Linked DNA regions of Pan troglodytes: region 2 is linked to region 1. A link is a contact called in public Hi-C data. All regions are on one chromosome and are shown on one strand. The core of a region is the stretch at or near the end of the contact, and the rest is flanking DNA. Distances in the headings are between cores, read along the strand shown.

Region 1 (3,354 bases), core at 56-2,555:
AGACAGGCTGGCTAGTTTCCTGTTTTCAGATGGTCTGGAGGGACTGGGCGTGGTGACTCACACCTGTAATCCCAGCACTTTGGAAGGCTGAAGCAGGTGGGGATCACTTGAAGCCAGGAGTTCGAGACCAGCCTGGCCAACATGGCAAAACCCCGTCTCTACTAAAAAAAATTAGCTGGGTGGGGTGGCGCGCACCTGTAATCCCAGCTACTCGGGAGTCTGAGCTGGGAGAATCGCTTGAACCCAGGAGGCGGAGGTTGTAGTGAGCTGAGACTGCACCACGGCACTCCAGCCTGGGCAACAAGAGCAAGACTCCATCGCAAAACAAGGCCAGTGCAGTGGCTCACGCCTGTAATCCCAGCATTTTGGGAGGCCAAGGCGGGCGGATCACCTGAGGTTGGGAGTTTGAGACCAGCCTGGCCAACATGAAGAAACCCCATCTCTACTAAAAATACAAAATTAGCCAGGCGTGGTGGCGCATGCCTGTAATCCCAGCCACTTGGGAGGCTGAGGCAGGAGAATCGCTTGAACCCTGGAGGCGGAGGCTGTGGTGAGCTGAGATCACGCCATTGCACTCCAGCCTGGGCAACAAGAGCGAAACTCTGTTTCAAAACAAAAACAAAAACAAACTCAGGACCCCAATTCACTCTGCCACAAGAAAAAAATTAAACTAAAAGCTAAGTCATGTGAGAAGCTTCCTTTCTTTTTGTTCCTAAGCAGGTAGTTACAGATAACAGGTGAAGCATCTCTACAGGAGACGTTCACCTTATTTCATGCACGTGCAGGTTTCCGAGCATGAGAGGAACACACAGCTGACGATTCCCCTGCCTGCTCCTCTTCTCTTGCAGCATGTGATTACCAAGGCCTCCCTCTTGCCCCTCCAGCCTGCTTTCCCCCCCTTTAAATGGTGGAGCCCTCAAAAGCATCTTTGGAGAAAGGCACAGACCACAGACTAAAAGGACATGTGACTCCATGTGCTTTTCTTCTAGGCATGTCCTTAACCTTGGCAAAATCAACGTCTCGATCAACTGAGCCCTGCCTCTCATGCTTTTTTGGTTTACGGCTTCCTCCCCGAGTCTTAGGTGGAGCTCTCCAGAGCAGACCCCAAAACAAAAATGAGCAGTAGGTATGTTCCCGAGGGGTCACTGCCCTGGGCACCCCGCTGAGGGCCTCCCAGAGCCCAGGGACTCCCCAGGTATCCTGCCAAGGGGCCAGCATCCTGGCGCAAGTCCATCCCTCTGGGCTTTGGCTGCGGTGAGTGCTGGCTCCCAGCCAGCGCCTAGAGAGCCACAGGCAGAGTTGCAAGAGGCCAGCAGGGAGCGTGCTGAGAAGACCAGCGTGGGCCCAGAGCAGGCCCCACCACGGGCTTCTCCCCACCTGCTGGACTGGGCTGGGCTGGATGCTGACCCGACCATGGGTCTCCGTCTGGATGGTCAGCATTCCTCAGTGCCACGGCAGCTGTCTGGACCACACCTCCCGTGGCTGTGGCCCCACCTGGGTCCGTTAGTCTGATTTATTTTCCTGGCATGCCTGGCCCAGGCCTGTGGGGGTCAGGGGTGGGGAGAAGCTTATTCAGTACAGCTGTGCCTGGCTCCTTCCTGCAGCTTCCCAAGCCCCTGTGGCTTGCGAAGCTGAGCTGAGAGGCCACCTAGGGCCAGGGATGGACAGAAGGCCTGTATTAATGGGGAGGGCGGGAGGATGAGAGCAGCAGGCCTCTGTTCCCGCAATCCTGCAGAGCCCAGACATCCACCGAACAGCCCTGCTATCTGTGAGCTTCTGGGCATCATTTGAAAACATGAGATGCGCCATCTCTGGCCCCAGATTCCAGCCTGGGAATCCAGGAGGTGGTTGAGTCAGCTTTAGGAAAGGCTAGATCAGGGAGCTCTGGGACCACAGGGAGGACTCTGGAGAGGGAAGGGGAAGCAAGAGGCTGCAAGAGGCAAACTGGACACTGCACTCCCCAGCTCCACACGCAGAGTGAGCAGGGCCAGTGAGCACTCCCCAGCTCCACACGCAGAGTGAGAGGGGCCAGTGAGCACTCCCCAGCTCCACACGCAGAGTGAGAGGGGCCAGTGAGCACTCCCCAGCTCCACACGCAGAGTGAGAGGGGCCAGTGAGCACTCCCCAGCTCCACACGCAGAGTGAGAGGGGCCATTGAACACTCCCCAGCTCCACACGCAGAGTGAGAGGGGCCAGTGAGCACTCCCCAGCTCCACACGCAGAGTGAGAGGGGCCATTGAACACTCCCCAGCTCCACGCAGCAGAGGGAACAGGGTGGGTGAGCAGGTCTTAGGAGCTTGCCAACCTCGCGGAGTGCTAGGCACATGTGCAGCCGTCAGGCTCACCTGGAGGTTTCAGGCTCAACCAGAGGCCTCCTGAACATGTAGGTCACCAACTCCACCCCAGACTACTTTGATTTCTCTGCTGGGGGTGGGTGGGGGGCAGAGGGGTGGACATGTGTGTTAATTAAAGCTTTCTGGGAGTGTAAAGGATCAGTGTTGAGTATCAGTGCCTAGAGTCTGAGCTTGGCCGTCAAAGACATTAGCCACTAGCTGCGTGTGTCTGCTGGAATTTAATTAAATAAAATTGAAAGGGCAGTTTCTCAATTTCAAGGGTTCAATAGCAGCACCTGCTGTAAATAAAATTGAAAGGGCAGTTTCTCAATTTCAAGGGTTCAATAGCAGCACCTGCTGGACACAGCAGGCCACAAGTTACAGAATGCCCACCAGGTGGGGTGAGCCCCTCTGGCACTCCCTTCCACATGCTGCCTCCCAGCTGGGGAAACTGAGGCAGGTCCCTGGGGAGCTGGAAGGTGAACGCCAAGGACCTAACTCCTGATTCAGAGCTCCCTCTGCTGGACATAAAGCAGGTGACAGCACAGAGGTGACACCAGGGGCCTTGGAGCTGTCCCTGCAGACAAGTGATGACCCGGTGGTCCCAGGTGTCCCCAGGGTGAGCATGAGATCACGAGGAGCCACACGAGGCTTCGGAGAGGAGGTGAAGCAGGTGGCTTCAGGCAGAGGGAACAGCGTGGCCCTGGGGGATGTGCATGTGGCTGGCATCCTGGGGACTGTAGGCAGACAGGGGTGCAGAGGTGTGTGGGGCTAGCGCACGGGTACCTGGAGCCCCTGGTCCAAGAGGTGCTGGGAACAAGGGAGGGATCTGAGCAGGGCTGGACTGTCCAGACACACTCCTCCTCTGTGGAACTGTGGGCCAGGCCCGAGGTTCGTATGTTATGCTTGTCCCTATGGTCAGGACACTCAGCTGCAGGTGACAGAAACTCAAAGCTAAAAATGAAATGTATTGCTTCACCCAACCAAAAGCACAGAAGTGGACCATTTCAGACTCAGCTGG
Region 2 (3,135 bases), core at 384-2,883, 53 kb before region 1:
TAGGCAGAGCTTTTAAAAAACAAAAAAGAAAAACCTCTGTCTTATATTTCATTTCTAATCTTAAGTATCCAGAAATAAGATATTCACTGGGGGGGGGGGGGGGGTCCCAACTCCACATGGCCAAAGTTTCTAAATTCTGAAGCCCATGACTCCTAGTATTGACCAGTGCCCACCTTAAACCTATTCAAAGTTAGGAAATAAACACCTGTTTTCTGCAGTTCATCAAAACAAAACCAAAAGTTCACCCTGGGCTCCCTTCTGCTCCATAATTCTGTGCCTTCTGTAAGAGTGTCCAGGAAGCACAGATCATGAGGCAGACATCTGAATGCTCACTCCTGACCGCAGGACCTGGACCCCAGCATGACTCATTCAGGTGGATACCGTCATCAAACTGAGCATCCACCCATACAGCCGACTGAGGATGGAATAAGGAAAACCTGTGTGGAGAGGTGCCCTGGCGGAGCGGGGAGCGGGACTGAGCTTACAAGGGCCTCGGGACACATTCTTGTCACAGCAGCCACTGAGGGCCCTGTGCAGAACCACGGCACATGCAGAAGCCACGGCCCACGGAGAGGAGGTGAGCCGCCAAAGCAGGACGACACCAATCCTGGTCGCCATACTCGGTGCTGTACTCTTTCCATAGCACCACGCCTGCCCTCGGGGCTTATGTATTGGTCAACAGACACAGGCAAACAAAAGTCAGAACCATGAGGAGACGGCTTGAATTTCTAACGGTAAAACATACAGGATACTCACAGAACTACCGGAGGGAGAGAGTGTGTAAAGGAAAGGACTTGGCTTGGATTTAAGAGGAACTCCTCTACGTGACTATTTTGGATATTCAAGAGCCCTAGTTCCCTGAAATGTTAAAGTTAGTAACACGAAAGCAAATACCTCCTAACCTTCAAAAGTACAAATATGGTTTATCTTGAAAAATAACGCAAAAACTCTGAACGCTTGAAACCAAGATGTAAAAATATATCTCCTTCTTAGGACCCTCACTTCTTAGGGGGTTGAAGCTCCACCGGGCTTCAGAGGCCACCTGACTGGGATGTGTCCAGGCCGAGTCCTGGGTCCGAAGGAGCTCGGGAAAAGGGTGTTGAAGGGGACGGGGCAGGGTCCTGCTCGCGCCCCGGGAGGCGACGTGCGTGGGCAGGGACCCTCTGGACTCCCGTAACCGGTGGGAGATTCCAGATTCGGGGTGCGGGTGGAGGGCAGCTTCGTACGGAAGGGGGCACGAGGGGCGGGGGGCGGCACGGCGGAGGGGCGGCTGCAGCGGGGCGTCCGCGCGAGAAGGGCCCCGCCGCCCAGCGCCGAGGGAACTGGGGTAGGTCAGGGTGGGCGCCCCCAAGCTCTGGGGCAGCAGCCTCAGGGTGGAACGGGGTCCGGGTGGAGGAGGCTGCGGCAGGGAGGTCCGCCCGCGAAGGCCGGGGACGACGCCGCGGCAGCCGGGACCTCAGGCCGAGCCCGCGCCGCCGAGCCGCGCGCTTACCTGGAGGGAGGGGCGGGCAGGGCCGCCGGGGTCAGGCCAGGGCCGGGGTAGGGCCGCCGCACTGCAATGAGGATGCGCCCGGTCGCCCACCAGCCGCCACCAGCTTCCGGCTACGTTGCGCTTTGCAAGGTCTCACGGGAGCCGGCAAGGGCGGGACTTCCGCCTCAGGCCCCAGCCCCTGAGGCGCGCACCCGCCCGGTCGCCATGGGGACGCGCAGCCACGCAGTCCAACTCCCACCCCGGGCCCCGGACCGCAGCTGGTCGTAGTGGCCGCGGAGGACGGCAGCCTTTGGGGGCCGGGCGGGAGAAGCGTCCGTTCATCCGCGGAACCAAGCTGAGGTGCTTCTGGGACGGCGCGTTCACCGGGGGCCGACAACGGGGGCGGGGCGGGTGGGGGCCTGGGGCGGGAGCTGCGGGGCTGGGACAGCCGGGCAGGGGGACGCAGGTAGGAGGACCGGGGGCCATGGAGGACCGGCGGCCATGGAGGACCGGCAGGGGAGCGAGGTCTACGGGGCGGGGGCAGAGGGGCCAGGACAGCCGGGGACCGGCAGGGGGACTCGGGTAGGAGGACTGGGGCAGCGGGCGACAGGCAGGGAGGCGAGGGTCACAGGCAGTGGGCAGCAGGGGACCGGGGGACCGGCGCGGGGGTGGAGGGTTGCGTCCTGGGGCCCATACTCCCGCCCTGGGGTCTGACTCTGTCTCCCACCACCCGAGCCTTTGGGCCCTGGTAGGAGGCGGCGGGGTTGAGAGCGTCTGCGGGCCCCCACCCCTGCCATGGTGGGACCTGAGTCTGCACTAGGAAGGTACAAAGCTGAAAAAGCGATCACCTGTGGGAGGTTAATTGCAGGTCACTTTTTGTTTTTTTTTACTTTGTGCTTTTCTGTGCATTCCACGTATTCCTCCTTGATCTGGGTGACTTTCGAAATGATGGAGAATAAACATTTTTGAGATATAAGCTACACACCGCAAAGCGTCCAGTTCAATGAGTTTTGACAAATGCATACCCCCAGGTAACGTCTACCATAGTCAATTATAGAACATTTCCATCAGAGGCAGCCACTCTTCTGATTCCAGTATCCCCATATCTTAGTTTTGTCTGTTCTGGAATATCACACAAATAGAGTCGTGCAAAATACACTTTCGTGATGGCTTCTTTCCCTTTACGTGATATCTCTGAGATTCAGCCACGTTGTGCGTATCCGTAACTGCCGAGTAGTGTGCCATGGAAAACACGCCACATTCCTTCATTTATTCACACTTTGCACACTGGGGTGGTGTCTAAGTTTTGGCTAGTATGAATAAAGCTGTCTTGAAAGGTCTTTTTGTAGGCATATTTTTTCTTCCTCTTAGGTAATTACCTAGAAGTGAAATTTCTGGGTCCTGGGTAAGTGTGTATGGAACGTTATTAAAACATGCTAAGTGGTCGGGCGCAGTGGCTCATGCCTGTAATCCCAACACTTAGGAAGGCTGAGGCAGGTGGATCACCCGAGGTCAGGAGTTCAAGACCAGCCGGGCCAACATGGCGAAACCCCGTCTCTACTAAAAATACAAAAATTAGCTGGGCTTGGGGGTGCATGCCTGTAATCCCAGCTACTCGGGAGACTGAAGCAGGAGAATTGCTTGAACCCTGGAGGCAAAGGTTA

What was found. A called contact is a pair of places that touch in the nucleus more often than the background predicts.
Region 2: a contact with region 1 is called in a Hi-C map of induced pluripotent stem cells, with 1.7 times the contacts expected there. The contact joins the promoter of ARFGAP1 here to the enhancer-like site in region 1. A contact is called at or near these places in 2 of 7 Hi-C or Micro-C datasets (induced pluripotent stem cells and stem cell-derived neural progenitor cells) and 1 of 1 datasets of contacts at active chromatin or transcription factors (stem cell-derived excitatory neurons).

The regions. Positions count from the first base shown.
Region 1 is chr21:69,540,507-69,543,860 of NHGRI_mPanTro3-v2.0_pri, reverse strand. No RefSeq gene overlaps it. Among named protein-coding and RNA genes, the nearest start is that of YTHDF1, 8.7 kb to the right of the region's middle. Within about 2 kb of position 1,305, at least 1 of the 24 cell types and tissues checked has an H3K27ac peak or open chromatin away from gene starts, as enhancers often do. A contact at or near this core is called in induced pluripotent stem cells, where this site is marked.
Region 2 is chr21:69,593,656-69,596,790 of NHGRI_mPanTro3-v2.0_pri, reverse strand. It overlaps ARFGAP1 (ADP ribosylation factor GTPase activating protein 1), which reads right to left and starts at 1,633. Exons shown (of 14, transcript XR_010154178.1): 1 at 1,493-1,633.